Linked DNA regions of Mus musculus: region 2 is linked to region 1. Evidence: chromatin contacts called from public Micro-C data. All regions are on one chromosome and are shown on one strand. Each heading gives the region's core, a stretch centred on a gene start, on an enhancer-like site or on the middle of the called end of the contact. The rest is flanking DNA. Distances are from core to core; before and after follow the strand shown. Region 1 has its middle 120 kb from the start of Dock1. Region 2 holds the start of Dock1 (dedicator of cytokinesis 1).

What was found. Hi-C and Micro-C count contacts between places; a contact is called where the count stands out from the background.
Region 2: a contact with region 1 is called in a Micro-C map of stem cell-derived neural progenitor cells, with 2.1 times the contacts expected there. The contact joins the promoter of Dock1 here to the enhancer-like site in region 1. A contact is called at or near these places in 1 of 39 promoter capture datasets (the 3T3-L1 cell line), 1 of 484 Hi-C or Micro-C datasets (stem cell-derived neural progenitor cells), 2 of 115 datasets of contacts at active chromatin or transcription factors (bone marrow-derived macrophages and microglia) and 1 of 9 other capture datasets (pancreatic islet).

Annotation. Positions count from the first base shown.
Region 1 is chr7:134,549,372-134,552,295 of GRCm38.p6, reverse strand. No RefSeq gene overlaps it. Among named protein-coding and RNA genes, the nearest start is that of Dock1, 120 kb to the left of the region's middle. Within about 2 kb of position 1,670, at least 59 of the 459 cell types and tissues checked have an H3K27ac peak or open chromatin away from gene starts, as enhancers often do. A contact at or near this core is called in stem cell-derived neural progenitor cells, where this site is marked.
Region 2 is chr7:134,669,140-134,672,094 of GRCm38.p6, reverse strand. It overlaps Dock1 (dedicator of cytokinesis 1), which reads right to left and starts at 1,408. Exons shown (of 52, transcript NM_001033420.2): 1 at 1,251-1,408. The coding sequence starts at 1,296.

The sequences.
Region 1 (2,924 bases), core at 421-2,920:
GTCTACCTGGTCTTACATTTCTAGACTCTTCTCAGCCATGCTCCATGCTGTCACCATGTTATTCTTCCTGGCGCACAGCTGGGATTACATCATTGCCCTGCTTCACTTTAAAGGCATCCAGCTGGCTCACTTTCAGCTACACAATGTCGAATGTCTTAGCTGTCATTCACAGAGTCACCATCTGTCATTCTGTGGGTTGTGCATGGGACGTGTTTTCGACCCGGTCCAGTCATGTTTTAGAATCATGGATTCCCTACCACAGACCCCAGCCCACACCCCACGGTCCTTTGCCTGGGGTTATTTCAGTTCTGAAGTAGCCCCTCAGCTGTGTGTTCTCTGGTCTCCATCCTTATTTCTCTACTGCACATGCGTAGGTGCAAGGTCTTCTAATGCCACATCCTCTTTGTATAGTTTGGAACTTCTTTGAGCACTCCATGGCTCTAGTCCCATTCTGAACATCCTTGGGCCCAAGCTGTAGGTTTGGCTTTATTCTTTATTTTAGTCCCCATGAGGTCTTCTACACAAGACGGACATCATGGATTCTTTTCAATAGTGCAGCTTTCACCTCTCCGCCTGGAACTGGGTTTAATGCTCTCATGTATTCTGTAATTAACTATAAACTGAGGTCTGAAGGAGATGCTTTCAAAAATTCCTATGTTGTTTTAAGTGAAGGAGATGCCGGCCCCAGGTCAAGTACTGGGTGAGAGGGGGAGAGCTGGCATGAAGCATGGGTGGACAGTTCCTCTCCTGAGGCTGGCATGCATAGGGATTCCTTAGCAACTGGTGACTCTGCTTGGCTTGGGCTATGCACACTCTCCTTTGCACACAGTTCACCTTGAAACTTAGTCCATCAATCTGCATCCATCTGAACATGTATCCTGTTCCAAACAATGCAGCTGTCACTGACAACTCTTCTGAGTCATTCATTTATTCATTCACTCATTCATTCATTCAGGAAGGAAGGAAAGTTGAGTTGTACTAAGGACATTTGACTAGGGAAAAAGAGGTGCTTCATGAAAGCTGTAACTCGCTTTCAAAACACCACAAAGCATGTGTCTTCTAACAGGAGGGCCAACTCCCTGCCATGCTTATCTGGCATGGCAGACTGAGTCCGGATGAAGGCTCTCAAAAAGGATGGGACACGGCCACTAGAGAGCTGCTTCTAGAATGCTCGTAGCTCATCTCGCCACCTGTATCTTTGCACACTTGCATACATCACTGCTCCAACCCACACAGTCCATAGAACAGGAAGCTATTCAGAAGTAATTTCTTTGCCTCTTGATAGAGCATCTTCATTCTGAAAGAATCAATAGCCTGAAAATGAATTTTAAAAGGACTTCTTTGCAAGTCAGTGTTATTTGGGAGAAGTGGGAGGAATCTCGTATCTAACCCAGAGATAAATACATACAGTCTGAGCCTCTCATGGTATTTCACCCTCCCAGACGACAAGTTATCAAACACTTAAATATTTAAAGCCTCAAATTAACTTCAAGATAACAGTAAAATGCACCAATGTCCTTTACCCTGATAAGAAGTGCAATGAATGGCTTTAAATTAATGCCAGTGCACATGCTCAGAATCCATTAAGGAAACACAGTCATTTGTATGCCTGGCTAAGCCTGGGCCAGCTCATTCTGCAGCCGAGGAGGGCTGGAGCTGTTAAACAATGCCGAAGAGGAAGCAGCAGTGTGGCTTCTAAACAGCAACAGGAGCAGGCGGGCCACAGCCTGGGTCTGCCCAGTGCAGCTGCGCTGGAACCAGCTGCCTTTTCCAAACCCCCCTATGGTGACTAATCCTTAACACTGGCACTCGGTTCTGTGCTTCGCCAGTGTGGCCACGCACTAGGTCTGATCTTGTTCTCATCCCAGCTGCTGGGACATAGGCAGGGGTTGGTTGACCAGTTGTCCAATTACAAGTCAGGAAACTGAGGCATACAAAGGTTAATCAGCTTACCCATGCTTCTGAGCTAATTTTTCAGCCTGTCCTGTCAGCCCCTGTGGATTTCAGGAGATCAACTTGACATGGCCTTTTAAGAGTAAAATATGTGTGACTTTGACTACTCAATTGTAGTTCTTAGTATCTGCTTCATATACACTGGTATGGGGAGTTCTTCCAGGAAGTACAAGGAAGGCAAACATGTCAAGCTACAACCTAATAGATACAGTATTTATAGTATTTATGTAATAACACACAAACACATATTTCTATGTGCAAAGATAGGTTCTGGTCAGCAGCTCAGCAAGAAGATAGAGTGGCAACAGCTTCTTGGAAGAGAAATGAGTTTATTGGTTAGCATAGCTGTATGGTGAGCATTCTTGTTTCTTGGCTGGATTGAAAGCTGCAGCATCAGATACAAAAGGCTCAGAGCAGCTGTGTTTTCTCCGCTTTCCCCTTTATGTTATAAAAGTGACCTTGAATGAAGTCCATACCTGGGTTTGGGCATCTCCAGAGCATTTTAAGAAACAGATGAAATCACTCGAAGCAGGACCCCAGACAGCACTGAAGGCATCCTGAATTTCTACTCGAGCACTGTCAGGGAGAAACATTCCACACTGGCTTCATCACCTACCACATGTGCAGGACATATTTCTGCACGCGCGTGTGCACACACACACACACACACACACACACACACACACACACACACACACTCCATGCCCCAAGCTTGTGGATTAAAAGTGGCCAGGTGATGTCATTGTTAATTGTCCAGAAGGCTTGTCAAAGTGTATAAAAGACATCATGGAGAGTTTGATATGGTGCCAAGAACCTAGTTTCCCCTCTCCCTTTCTTGAGCTCCTGGGAAGGCTCTAGCTGCACTAACCACTGGGGAATGGTCTTTGACTCTGCTTAAGAAATGAGTACAGATGTGTCCCAGATGTGAGCTGCCTCATGGGGTACAGGACATCTGAAAGCTTTATGAACTC
Region 2 (2,955 bases), core at 159-2,658, 120 kb before region 1:
CCCCTGCCACTCTTCTAGCTGTTCTTTCAACAGTCCTGGGCAACCCCAAGAGAAAACCTCCCACACCCTGAAGCCATCCTAAGTAGGACCCTCATCCCAAATTAAATAGATGGGACTCTAACAGCCCTTCCCAGCTCTGCCATGGGCCTCTGAAAGGTCGGCCAAGCACAGGTGGAGCTCAGCTCCAGTGTTCACAACGCAGGGAAAAATCCTCCAAACCTGGGTGTGGGCCTAGAGTGGAGGTAGGGGCCCTAGGCTTCTCCAGCCCTGCCCCCATGGCCACCATCTCCTACTTGTTACAGAAATAAGTAACTGGAGTTCAAAGGAAGGACACGGCCTTGTAGACTGGAGTCTCCGGGAAGCTTTCAAAGACAGCGGGCTGGGACATGAACTAGGCCTGCAAGACGGTGCTGAAGGCATGCCTAGAACAGACAGCTGCTGAGAAAGTGCCCCAAGGCAGCCCTTAGGGTGGAAGGCAGCAAGCTCCCCTAAATGCTTGCTTGCAAATCCCCAAGAAATGCCTGCTTGCAAGTCAGAGTCTCTGCTCAGGTGAGGCTGGGCGTCAGAGGATCCTTAGGGAAAAGAGAGCAGGAGCCTGGAAACGGAATGGTCAAATCTGGAATGCCAGCGAGCCCTGAGGCCTAGACAGACCTGACTTTTGATGTGGGCTAGCTGGGGGGCGAGACAAGGTCTGCAGGGCTCTGGGACTGTCTGGCCATTGAGGAAAGCGGGACTCCTTGGATCAAAAGTAAGCTTGCAACCCTACTCCTTCTACCCCCTAGGGAAGCGACAAAGGCAAAACCAGGTCCCCGCCCTCGAGGTCCGTTTCCAGAGCCCCGGGGACACAGGAGCGCCTGAGTGTCCCCTACCATCCAGGGCGGGAAAGGCGGCACCGACCCAACCCGGGAGGCGCAGCCACTCCTCACGCGAGAAAAGGAGGCTTCACAGATCCGAGCGCTGCACAATGAAAAGTGTCCACCCGGAGTCCCGGATGCCAAACAGAAGTTTCCCGAAGAAGCCAAAACGCACACAAACAATGACCCCGGGAGCCCCGCGCACGCAGGAGCACACGGGACTACGACAGAGCGAATGCGCGGGAATGAGGAGCACGGTGGACCCCGGAGGGTCCCCGGGTTCCCCACGCGGGCTCCAGCCCCGGGCGGGCCGGGCTCCGCACCGCGCGGCAACAGGCTGGGCGCCGCGGCGGGGAAGTTGCGCGCGGGGCGGGCGCGGGGCGGCGCGCTGCTCACCCACGCCGTACTTCTCCTCTCGCTTGGTGGGGACCCAGCGCGTCATGGTGGCGCTGGCCGCAGCCCACTGGAGCCGCCGCTGCTGCCGCCGCTGCTCGGGCAGGAAACTCTGCGCCTAGGCCGCCATCTTCCATTCCTTCCCCGCCGCGACAGGATGGGGAGGAAAAAGTTTGCGGCGGAGGCGGTGTCATGTGGGACGGGGCGGGCGGAGCGTCGCGGGCCGGATGGGAAAGGCCGGGAGCGCCGGCGAGAGGCGGGACGGCGGCCGGCTGTAGCCCGCCCAGGCGCGCGTGCCCTGGGGCTCGGCCCGCCGGGTCCCTCGAGGGACCCAGGCTGCTTCCCGGAGCCCATGGACGCCCTGCATGCTGCAGGAACCGTGCAACTCACATCCTCTACTTTCCACTAAACACCGTGCACCTCGCACCTACTAATCTGCACTGTATGGTCCTCACCCTGCACTGTCTACTCTGCACCGCATCCAGCACTCTTTACCCACACTCTACTTTGAACACCGAGCACCCAGCATCCCAAACACTCTGCACTCTGTACCATACAGGGTACACACATACACACACACACACACACACAACACACACACACCACGCACACCATCCTGAACACTGTACCCTGCACCTCACAAAGTGCTATCTTTTCACACACAAGCGTGCACGCGCGAACACACACACCACAAATCCTTATAGCCCTCTAGGCCTGGATCTAACACAAATAGTCAGACACCACACATGTACTCACTGGTGTGAAGTGCGGAAACCCCAGTTCTGACCTGGTGGAGAGCGTTGGAGCAGAGCTAGGAGTTCATCGTAGTTCATTCATTCATTCAAAGTGGGCACCCATTTTGCCAGGGTCTGAGCGCATTGAGCGTGCCTAGTAGCTGATGGGAGTGGTGATGTACAGTCAGCACTGGTAAGAGAAGCCTAGGAAAAGACTTTGCAGCCCCTGGGTGTTTCTAACAGCCCAGATCTCTTTGGGTGTTGAGGGTCTGGAGCAGCACAATGAGGCTCCTAGTTTGCAGCAACTTTGAGGCGTTCAGTAGGAACTGGGCCTGCTGAAGTGGGGAAAGAGAGGAAGTGGGAAGAGAAAGGAAGCCAGTTCCAGCTTAGAACAAGCAGCTCCTAGCAACTCTAATCTGAAGGAGGCTGGTCTCAGACTCACCCAGTGCCAGCCACCCACAAGTGCAATACTTCCGATTTCTTCAAGGCCTGCCCATAGACACACCCTGAGCGTTCATTAGAATCCAAGAAAAGGTTAAAACTAAGGGGAGGGGTGCAAGGGGACCTCGGGTCCACAGCAAGCTATTAGAAGGGGCAAATGAGATTGCATATTCTACTGTGTGCCCTCTCTTGCATCCTAGAAACAATGACAAAGACACCAGCCTGGGAATCTTCAAGGACTAAAGGAATGAAAGTTTAAAAGAATGAAGGCTACATTGTGTAAGATTGCATGTCAGAGCCAGAGAGGGGCCAACTCAACTAGAATTGGAAAGGTCAGGTGCCTACCTGCTGTAGACAGGGCCACCCCAGCCTGGAGCAGTTATATCAACCCGTCCAGAATGCAGCTTAAATAGCCAGGAGCTCCTGGATGGGGAAGGTGAGAGAGAACCTCCCCAGTTCAAGATAATATACAACTAAGATTTCTAGCAATTCAGCCACTGATTCATAGAAAGTCACAGGCTCCTTTCACTGAT